Linked DNA regions of Capra hircus: region 2 is linked to region 1. Evidence: chromatin contacts called from public Hi-C data. All regions are on one chromosome and are shown on one strand. The core of a region is the stretch at or near the end of the contact, and the rest is flanking DNA. Distances in the headings are between cores, read along the strand shown. Region 1 has its middle 44 kb from the start of HELT. Region 2 holds the start of CENPU (centromere protein U).

Region 1 (5,629 bases), core at 1,329-3,828:
GACCCCTGACCCCCAAGACCAGCTACAGCTGGCTGGACCAGGGTAAATACCTGACTCAAGGGCAGCCAAACCCTGGGCTGGCCAGGGTCTATGGGGTGGACGTCTCCAAAAATCTTACCCTAGTTTCACTGTGACTCACTGAGCCCATCAAGTCCCCTCCTGGGGAGTAAATGTGAGGCATAGAGGAGTGGTAAGTGGGTAGGTAGGGGGAGCGTTAGTCTAAGGACATGCAGAGAGAAGGAAGGAAGCAAGGGGTGGAAGAAGTAGGACTCGTGCACAACCAAGAGGCACAGAGGAGAATAAAGGGAAACAGAGTTTAGCTGGTGGTAGGAGGAGGCAGAAAGACACTAAGGCCCAGCTTCTTGAAGGAAGGGACCACGTTTGCATTATTCCTGGAGAGAAACAGGGCCTGGCACACGGAAGTCATGCAATGGGAGTCTGGGCTGGCTGACAGGCAGGGGAGGAAGGAGGCCTGAGGAGAGCAAGCCGGCACCTCTGTAGAGCTCTGGGTGGGTGACTGCCTCCATCTTCCCCACGTGGCCCCCATTCCAGTCTCCCGTGCAGACTGGATTCCTGTCTTCCTTGTTGCCCCACAGTTCCTTACAGTAAATCTCATTTTCCCCATTCTTAAAATCTCAGAAAGTCCAACAGAGAAATGTAAAACAAAGAACAAAACAAAAAATCCTCCGTGAGCCAGAGATAATCATCCTGAAAACAGATTTCGTGTTCTGTTATTTTTATACTAAACAAGTGAAGTAGTTCCATACCATAAACTATCCTCTGAAAACATGGTTTTGGTGGCTGCCCTTTGTCCCTTCACTCTAAGGAGTATTAGGTGTTAGATGTTAGATACTGAGGTTATTTCTGAAAGCTTGCTGCATGAATAATGCCCTGCTGTCCACACAAAGACTTGTACGTGAGTGCTTGCAGCAACTCTATTCCTAGTGTCCGCCAAACATTACAAACAACCCAAATGCACAACAACAAACTCTGGAACATCCATACGGTGGGATGCGACTCAGCAACACAAAGGGACAAACTACTGACGGACACAAAATTGTGGATACACGTCAGAAACACTCTGCTAAGTGGAAGTCGCCAGACAGAAAAGGCTCCACACATGTGGGCTTCCACGCAGTCAACCTTGATGGAAAGATAAAACCAGAGGATGAAAAGCCCATCAGCAGTTGCCAGGGACTGGGGCTTGCAGCAGGGACCTGACGATGACAAAGGGCAGCCCAAGTGAACTTCCTGGAAAGATGGAAAAATATCTGACAGCGCTAGTGTTTACACCACTATATACATTGACATGGTTCATCCAGCTGTACACCTAGTAAGAGTAAATTTAATGGTATGTAAATGATGGAAAGTGAAGTCACTCAGTCATGTCCGACTCTTGGAGACCCCATGGACTGTAGCCCACCAGGCTCCTCCATCCATGGAGTTTTCTAGGCAAGAGTACTGGAGTGGGTTGCCATTTCCTTCTCCAGGAGATCTTCCCGACCCAGGGATTGAGCCCGGGTCTCCTGTATTGTGGGCAGACGCTTTACTATCTTAGCCACCAGGGAATCCCCCAATAAATAAGTAAATAAATGATACCCCCAGTAAATATGACCCCACTCCCCCCAAAGTAATACTGTCATGCAGTAAGTCCCATCTACACGTCTCCTTCTGAATATCTATGGGTATATCCTTTGGATAAATTTCCAGAAGCAGAATCACTGGATCAAAGTGTATGCACAGTTTAAGCACAGTTCATTAAAGACTAAAATTAAATAGCCACCTGAGGCTAGCAGCTACCGTGTTGGCCAGCACAAGTCTAGGACACAACTGGCCCCTGGCTGCAGGAGCAGTGGCGGCCGCACCCAGCCAGCCTGGCCGTGGGGCCTGATCACTCTCCGCCTCACACTCCAGGGCCAGGACCCGGGGTCCTGTCTGCTCCGGGCACTGGAGTTGGAGTACTTGGCTCTGTCCCCTCCCTTGATTCTCCCCTGCTTGCTCCTGGGTGCCTGCCCTGCTCGCCACTGCCCTCTGGGGACTGGGCGCTCGGTGCCTGGGCAGCTTGGATGCCAGGCCTTCGGGGACCGTCCTCCATTCACCCGCATCTGCCTCCAGCCCCCTTAGGCTGGCTGTCTTCCTACCTGTCTGGGCTTCTGCCTCATTCACTGCTAGGACTTGCCTCTCTAGAAGCCTGGCTCACGCATGGCTATCTTTGGAAGGGGAAACTTGATTATCTCTTTTAATGATCTCTCTCTCTTTTTTGTTTTATTCCTAGCGTCAACCCTTATCTTTGAAAAGTGACCCTGTCCTTGGAATCGCCTCCTGAATCCTGATGCCACCCACACCCAGGTGTGTCAGAGGGCTGTGTGGAGAGAGGTGAAAGCGTGGGAAGATCAGCAGCGGTACACACAATGCTCTCCAACCCCACCGGAACTGGGCTCTGCTAAAAGGGAAACATGGACAGACGCACAAGGACGATCTGGTTTAAAAGGCGTCCCTTAGCCATATCAGCATGAAGTACCCCCACAGGCACCTCCCTGCCCAGCTCCCAGCCGCTTCCCCACGGTGGGAGCCATCAGCCCCCCGGCCTTGGGCACAAGATCAGAATCCTCAAGAGAGCGGTGGGGAGAGGCCCCCGTTCCTGCCCAGCCACAGTCAGCACCCATCTCAGAGCTTCGATTGCAATGGAGGGCATGGGTCTGCCCTGGCCAATAACGCTGGGAAAAGCCCAGCCTCCTCAGAGACCTGCTCTTCCCACGTGCTGCCACCCTACCTCACAGTCAATCCGGGACAAGGCTTCTGAGCCCAGCAGTCACCTCCCATCCCTAGGAGGGCACACGTGGGGCTGGGGTGCGAGCGGGACATGAACGGGGTGGCCCTTGGCTCACACTGCCTCTCCCGCCCCATCCCCCTGGACCACAGCCTCCTTAGCTGGCTCTTCCATCATCAGCTGAGCCAACTGAGCAGGAGGGCTCTCATTCCTCTGAGTTAGGACATCTGTTATCTGACGGGCAGAAGCACATCTCAGGCAGGACAGAGCATGTGGCCCTTGTTCTCCATGAGCAGTCTTCAAAAACGACAAGACCTCATCAACAGTTGTAGAGGTAACATCTTCCGCTGCCGGCATGGCCAGTACGGTGAACAGACACTGGAGAGGGAGCAGAGTGTGCCCGGAGCAGGGGGTCAGGACGTACACAGCACTGGGGGGTGAGGGGTCCTTGTGTACACGCGCATTTCTCCACACCCAGCACAGTCCCTGCCCTCAGCTGTGCTCCTCCAGTCATGCAGAGGAGAGTGAATTTCTAATAATGGGGGATAAGAGAGGGTGATAGTCTGGAAACCTAACGCTGTATTAAAGTGAAGTTGCTAAGTCGTGTCCGACTCTTTGCGACCCTATGGACTGTAACATATCAGGCACTTCCAACCACGGGATTTTCCAGGCAAGAATATTGGAGTGGGTTGCCATTTCCTTCTCCAGGGGATCTTCCCAACCCAGGGATTGAACCCGGGTCTGCTGCATTTCAGGCAGACGCTTTACTGTCTGAGCCACCAGGGAAGCTATGCTGTATTAAAGTGGTTTCTAAATTGGGGCCACGAAAGTGTTTGGTGAGTCCATCATCTGCTAACGCCCCATCCCTTAGCAACTCAGCAATCAGTGTCAGACCTCTGAAGGGAAAACGATTAGTCAAATGTGATCGACTATACGTGGAATATTTTATATGCATACTCTTCTGACTTCTATTGCCGTGGAAAGATGTTTAATATTCAGACTGTACTTATTTTACCAGTAAAATGTAGCATCTTCAGTTTAGCTACATCATAAGCAATACAGCGTGACTAGATTACAGGGGCCTCTGAACGAGTTCATCTTCCAGGCCCAGGATCCATCACGTTCCTCAGGCACAGATCGTAATCAGGGGATTGAGGGCCAGAAGGGTTTAGGAGACAGAGATCTTCTATAAGCTTGTAGGCAAAAAAGGATTGTTGATGTTGAACGTTTCTGGGTGTTGTTCAGTCTTCCTCTGTTGATGCAGAAGGTCTATGAGGTCCTCACAGGGACCCTGAGGTCCAGGGCTGCAGAAAACACAGGTGACCAGGCTGATTCTAATGACGAACTCCAGAAACTGCCCATTGGCCTCTGTCCTGTGGAGGTGGAACACATATTCTCCACAATATTTGGTTCCATAAGCTGCAAAGTTTGGCTTTCAGCTGAAATTTTAGTAAAAGGACATCCCATCAGAGCAGATGGTAAACACTGTACTTATGATCCTTCTTTGCAATTTATTACACCTTATTATACCTTGCACAGAGGAGCTGTGAAATAACTCACAGTTTTAAAAGGTCTGACAATTCAGAAGGCTTAGTCCATTACGAGAGCTTCAGCTGCTCCGCAGCCTCCAGGAAGCCCCACAGCTTGCGCAGAGCCTAAGCTCCACCTTGCTGTTTCCAAACTTCCCTGGACACCCCACCTGGGTTGTCCACAAGCAATCTTGGGTCGCTTGCCTCAACTAGGACCTCTCGTCTCCCTCAGAAGCACCTGTGTGGTCCCCCAAGCTGGGAGCTCAGAGTCAACCTTCCTCTTTCCTCCCCTTCATCCTCAGCCAACTGGCGTCCAAGCCCAAGGATACTGAGTCAGAAACACCACTCAGCTGCACCTCCCTCCATTTCAGGCTTCCTCCTCCCTGCTGGCTCACTGCAAAAATCCTGCAGCCAGCCTCCCTGCCTCCAGACTCCAACCCTCCCAACCTCTCTTTTGTCTAAGAGTCAGTCTTCTTGAGATCAATTTGCTTAAAAGCTTTCAAAAGATCAAACTCTCCAGAGGGGTAAACAAAGCCTTTCGGTGTCTGCCCTCCAGACTAATCTGAGGGTCCCTTCTCCCAATATCCCCCAGACTCTCAACTCTCAGCCTCCTTTAGCTGTGCTTCAGGTGTGCACAAGCGCACCTCCTGTTCTCTCTGCCTCACACAAGCCCCTTATCCATCTGGTACTCTTGATTATTCTTTGAGACCCTCCTATGAAACTCCCCAGCAGCTACACCTCTTAAATAAGTTTGCCTTCATGTGTGTGTGAGTGTGTGTGTGCATGTCCCACTAAACTCTGAGTTCCAGGGATGGGGAGTGCTGTCTAGCACAGAGTGGAAACTATATACCTGGCCTGACTTGATAGAATCAGTTCTTATCCATGCAGATTTGAGCAGTTCCATTATGGCTAAGAAAGGGGTTTAGAAAAGTTACTCTAACCACTGAAGAGGTGCAAGGGTAGGACAAGAAGCGACTTGTCCAAAGAGCCCCTTCACACTAGACATCACGGATTAAGCATTTATACTAGAGGTCAGATTCTGCACCAGACACTTCTCGCACTGCATCAGCGCACCCTCACTACAGCGCTGTGAAGACAGATGCAGTACCACACTTTACAGGAAACCAAACGCTACAGCACAGGAGCTTCGGGGAGGCTAAGCCACACGCCCAAAGCCTGGACTGAGCTGCTGCACTGACAAGCAGCGGCTCCAGAAGGCGTCCTTTCCTCTCTGACAGTGGTGGTGTGGATCCTGCTCCAGCCAGGTGTCCTTGAGGAACTTGCTAGAGCTTAGGGGTGGCTGTGGGAAGGAGAAGGATGCTGGCTGGGT
Region 2 (5,629 bases), core at 1,039-3,538, 170 kb before region 1:
CAAAGAAAAAGTGAAAGTAAGAGACACAGGAAATACCCCAGCCAGCGACTGTGGGCTGAGTACCCTATGTGCTCCAGCGTGGTGCCAGGGAACAGGACATCCTGCACACACCCGTTAGCAGAGAGCAAAGTCCATTTAGTGTCTGAACAAGTAATTCTTTACCTAACTCTTTATGTGATATAACTTCAAACTTAAAGAGAAAAATTGTGAGAAGAGACTGAGAACCTTCTGTATACCCTTTACCCCACTTCACCAACTGTTCACACTGTCTCACCGGCTTCCTGTGTGTCTGCGTATGGTAACCTGGGAACACACGTGTGTCTTCTAAGAGGGCATTATCCTGTGTAGTCACAGCACAATTTCCAAAGCAAGAAACTTAACACTGACGTCATTGTCTAATTTACAGTCCATATCCAAATGTTATCAATTGCCCTGTCATGTCCTTTAAGGTTTCCCCCAGCATTTTTTAAAATTCGTTTTGCCCGTTATTTCCTTTAAAAATTTTTTTCTTGTTCTAGCGTTTTTTAAAAGGAAATACAAGGGGATATAAAATTAAGATTTCTTAAAACTTGTGTTTTATCATATGTGGACATTTGTGTATCCATTGTGATGTAAAATATTATTACTGTGAATTACAGTAAAAAGAAAAAGTAGGAAAACTGTTTGAGGAGTGGTTTCTCAAACATCAGGAATCAGAATCACCTGGAAAGCTGTTAAGAATGCTTGGCTCCACCGCCAGAGAGGCTGATTCAATAAACCTGGGATGACCCCTGATGGAACATGCATTGCTAACAAGTTCCCGGGGCTGCTGATGCTGCTCAAGACACCACAATTTGCAAAACCAATCCTTTATTTGATTCTCAGACCCAAAAAAGAAGATGGAGCAGATATTCGTTTTACAGCCTTTATGGTTCTGGGGTTCAGAAAAGTTAACTGACATCAGTGGTCACACAGCCAAGTAATAGGACTAGAAGCCACATCATATAAGGTCTTAACCCACTTTTTTCCTGCCTTGTCTGTGCTCAACAATGTGGTCAAGTTTCCTCCTCAAAAGACAGAAACCTCTGTGATAACACATGGAAAAATTTTGGTGTAGGCATACTACTGCGTTTCAGGGGGAGGGATGAACAAATTTCATGAGTCTCAATCAAAGGCGAAAATGCTATATGTGTGTGTACCGCGGGGCGGGGCGGGGCGGGGGAGGGAGAGAGAAACCCCCTACTGGCATAGCTGATAAAGTTCACCTCTCATGGATCAGCTGGTTAAGAATCTGCCTGCAATGCAGGAGACCCAGGTTCGATTCCTGGGTTGGGAAGATCCCCTGGAGAAGCAAAAGGCAACCCACTCCAGTATTCTTGTCTGTAGAATCCCATGGACAGAGGAGCCTGGCAGGCTACAGTCCATGGGGTTGCAAAAGTCGGACACGACTTAGCGACCAAACCACCAACACCACTATGTCAGCTGATTCTCAAGCATCTTATTCCTTCCCAATCCTCCTCTCTACTCGGGGAGTCTGGTCCTACCCGCTGGCCACAGGAGCCTCGTCTGTTTACTCCACCCTCACGCTGCATCTACAAACTGCACCTTCTCCAGCAGCCCTCCCACCGCCCAGGTGGGACTCCTCCGGCCTTGAGGACCAGCCCAGGCCTGCCAAGGCCCCTCCAAGCCAGGCCCAGGCAGGGCCTTGGATGTGCTTCAAACACCTCCAGAGACACTTGCCAGTGAATCCGGGAAAAATAACATTTTAGAGAGCAGATAGGCAACGTAGTTCAACCTGCATGTCCTTTCAGCTTAAAAAAAAAAAAGAATACTGACTCCAGCCCGAGGGTCAGTGCTAGTGTTCTTGCTAGAAGGTGAATTCTGGCAAGTAGTAGGTACTCCTTAAGTTACTATCCGTGGGAATACTTTGTTTCAGAACACCTGGCGTCTACTTTAGAGCACGTTCACCAGCACCAAGTAAGGGGACGCTAGCCGACGCCTCTCCCTCCCAACGCCAGACACGACTCTAAGCAGACGCCCTGCAACCTCCTCGCAATCCTGTTTCGGTGGGGACATTATTATCCCCACTTTACAGAAAGGCCCCAGGCGGTCAGTCGCTCGGACACGGTGCGCAGAGACAAAGCCAGGAAGCTCGAGCAGCTCCGAGAGGCCCAAGCCCGGAGGAAGAGGAAAATAAAGGGGGGACCCCGGAGCCGCGCCAACGTCCCGCAGAACTTACTGCGACAGCCGCGCCAGCCGCGGCCGATCCATTCCCGCCCGCCGCGCTCGGCGCCGACGCAAAAACTCCCGCCAAACCTCGCGCTGCTCCCGGCGGCCAATCCGGGCTGAGCACGCAGAAACGCTCCCGCCCCCGCCCCGGCCACGCCCTGTCTGCGGCCCGGGGCTCCGCCCGTCGTAAAGCGCTAGAGAAAATGCAGCCTGGACTAGGCGAGAACTGGAGTCCACGCCTTCTGCCTACCCGTCCGCCACGCAAGTTTTCCGCCAGGGCCCGCCCCCGGGTTGGGGAAGGGAGGAGCCAGTGCCGGAAAGCTACCTAAGCGCGAGCTCGCCGCCGAGGGGCGGATCCAAACCCCGGGTCCTCTCTCCGGGTGCTTAGGCGCCTGCGCAGTTGTCTGGTGTTGTGCATTGAAAATTGACAGGGTTAGGCTTTCAGTGTTCTTGCCTAGAGAATACCAGGGACGGGGGAGCCTGGTGGGCTGCCGTCTTTGGAGTCGCACAGAGTTGGACACGACTGAAGCGACTTAGCAGCAGCAGCAGGGGAGCCCCTTGGGCTGCCGTCTATGGGGTCTCACAGAGTCGGACAAGACTGAAGCGACTTAGCAGCAGCAGCAGCAGCAGCAGCAGCAGCAGCAGCAGGCTTTCAGTACCGCTGGTACTGAATCAGATGTGTGATCTTGGCTTATTTTATTTCTACCCCAGCGTTTTTATTCGTAAATGGGGAGGACTCCTAATATGCTCTGATTCTTTGCTTTCTCTTTAAAAACGTATTATCCTGCAAAAGAATGATGTTGGACTCTTTCAGTTCAGTTCAGTTCAGTTCAGTTCAGTCGCTCAGTCGTGTCCGACTCTTTGCGACCCCATGAATCGCAGCACGCCAGGCCACCCCGTCCATCACCAGCTCCCGGAGTTCACTCAGACTCGCGTCCATCGAGTCAGTGATGCCATCCAGCCATCTCATCCTCTGTCATCCCCTTCTCCTCCTGCCCCTAATCCCTCCCAGCATCACGGTCTTTTCCAGTGAGTCAACTCTTCGCATGAGGTGGCCAAAGTACTGGAGTTTCAGCTTTAGCATCATTCCTTCCAAAGAAATCCCAGGGCTGATCTCCTTCAGAATGGACTGGTTGGATCTCCTTGCAGTCCAAGGGACTCTCAAGAGTCTCCTCCAACACCACAGTTCAAAAGCATCAATTCTTCGGCGCTCAGCCTTCTTCACAGTCCAACTCTCACATCCATACATGACCACAGGAAAAACCATAGCCTTGACTAGATGGACCTTAGTCGGCAAAGTAATGTCTCTGCTTTTGAATATGCTATCTAGGTTGGTAATAACTTTTCTTCCAAGGAGTAAGCATCTTTTAATTTCAAGGCTGCAATCACCATCTGCAGTGATTTTGGAGCCCCCAAAAATAAAGTCTGACACTGTTTCCACTGTTTCTTCATCTATTTCCCATGGAGTGATGGGACCAGATGCCATGATCTTCCTTTTCTGAATGTTGAACTTTAAGCGAACTTTTTCGGTCTCCTCTTTTACTTTCATCAAGAGGCTTTTTAGCTCCTCTTCACTTTCTGCCGTAAGGGTGGTGTCATCTGCATATCTGAGGTTTTTGATATTTCTCCCGCCAATCTTGATTCCAGCTGGTGTTTCTTCCAGTCCAGCGTTTCTCATGATGTACTCTGCATAGAAGTTAAATAAGCAGGGTGACAATATACAGCCTTGACGTACTCCTTTTCTTATTCGGAACCAGTCTGTTGTTCCATGTCCAGTTCTAACTGTTGCTTCCTGGCCTGCATACAGATTTCTCAAGAGGCAGGTTAGGTGATCTGGTATCCCCATCTCTCTCAGAATTTTCCAGTTTATTGTGATCCACACAGTCAAAGGCTTTGGCATAGTCAATAAAGCAGAAATAGATGTTTTTCTGGAACTGTCTTGCTTTTTCGATGATCCAGTGGATGTTGGCAATTTGATCTCTGGTTCTTCTGCCTTTTCTAAAACCAGCTTGAACATCTGGAAGTTCACAGTTCACATATTGCTGAAGCCTGGCTTGGAGAAGTTTGAGCATTACTTTACTAGCGTGTGAGATGAGTGCAATTGTGCGGTAGTTTGAGCATTCTTTGGCATTGCCTTTCTTTGGGACTGGAATGAAAACTGACCTTTTCCAGTCCTGTGGCCACTGCTGAGTTTTCCAAATTTGCTGGCATATTGAGTGCAGCACTTTCACAGCATCGTCTTTCAGGACACACCATAAATAAAAATGAACTTACAATGGGTCAAAGACCTAACTGTAAGAGCTGAAACTCATAGAAACACAGGGTAAAGGCTTCATGACATTGGATCTGGCCATGACTTCTTGGATGTGACGCTAAAAAGCACAGTTTGGGATGATGAAAAAGTTCTGGAAATGAATAATAGTGGGTGGCTGCGTAACAGTGTGAATCACTTAAGTAGTGCCTAGATTGCACAGTTAAAAATGGCTAAAATGCTGAGCTTTATGTCATGTACATTTAACCACAATAAAAAATTATGTTTCACACATACACAAGAATATAGCACATATAATATAAAAATAAAAATGACCACTTGGGAGTTCCTTGGTGTCTTACCGGTTAGAACTCAGCACTTTCAATGCAGAGGCCCAGGCTTCATCCCTGGTTGAAGAACCATCCAGCATGCCTCACAGTACAGCTAAAATACTAAAATAAGTAAATAAATACAAATTAAGAAAGAAATAAAATGGTTGAAACTTTTAAAAGCTTTAACAACAACAAAACATAGCACCCATCTGTCCACCAGTGGATTAGGAAATTAATAACAGTCATTCCTTCCAAGGATAACCACTCTTCTGATTTTGTGTTTCTCATTTCCATGTTTTTTCTACCTTGATACATCCCTAAATGATGTATTAATTATTGTATGTCTTAAACTTTATATAAATGATATTTAGTATGTATTTTGGAAGTGCTCTTTCTTACTCAAAGCTTTGATTTTGGGGTTTATCCACATTGATGCAGGCAGCTGTCATTCATTCATTTTCATTGTCTTTGGAATGTATTAAGTAAATATACCACATTTTACTAATCCATTCTCCCGCATATGGAAACATCAGTTGTTTTCAGTCTTTTTGCTGTTGCTAACAATGCCACACTAAACATTCCTGCAAGACACTTTTTCCAAACCTAAGTGTCTTGCAGTCACAGACCTAAAAGACAAGGATAGATTCAGTAGTAGTAGTATTGCCACATGGGATAAAGACATTTTCAGCTTTACACAACAGTGCCAATTTTTACACGTTGTTTTGTTGACTGTATAATTTACATCCCCATCAGCAATATGTAAAAGTGCCCTTCACCACATACTTGTCAATATTTAGAATTTTCAGGATTTAAACATTTTTCTTGAGTAGCAAGTTGA

The links. A called contact is a pair of places that touch in the nucleus more often than the background predicts.
Region 2: a Hi-C map of blood shows a contact between it and region 1, with 8 times the contacts expected there. The contact joins the promoter of CENPU here to the enhancer-like site in region 1. A contact is called at or near these places in 3 of 5 Hi-C or Micro-C datasets (blood and liver).

What each region holds. Positions count from the first base shown.
Region 1 is chr27:30,214,765-30,220,393 of ARS1.2, reverse strand. No RefSeq gene overlaps it. Among named protein-coding and RNA genes, the nearest start is that of HELT, 44 kb to the right of the region's middle. Within about 2 kb of position 2,578, at least 1 of the 5 cell types and tissues checked has an H3K27ac peak or open chromatin away from gene starts, as enhancers often do.
Region 2 is chr27:30,388,506-30,394,134 of ARS1.2, reverse strand. CENPU (centromere protein U) reads right to left here and starts at 2,288. Exons shown (of 13, transcript XM_018041884.1): 1 at 2,219-2,288. The coding sequence starts at 2,250.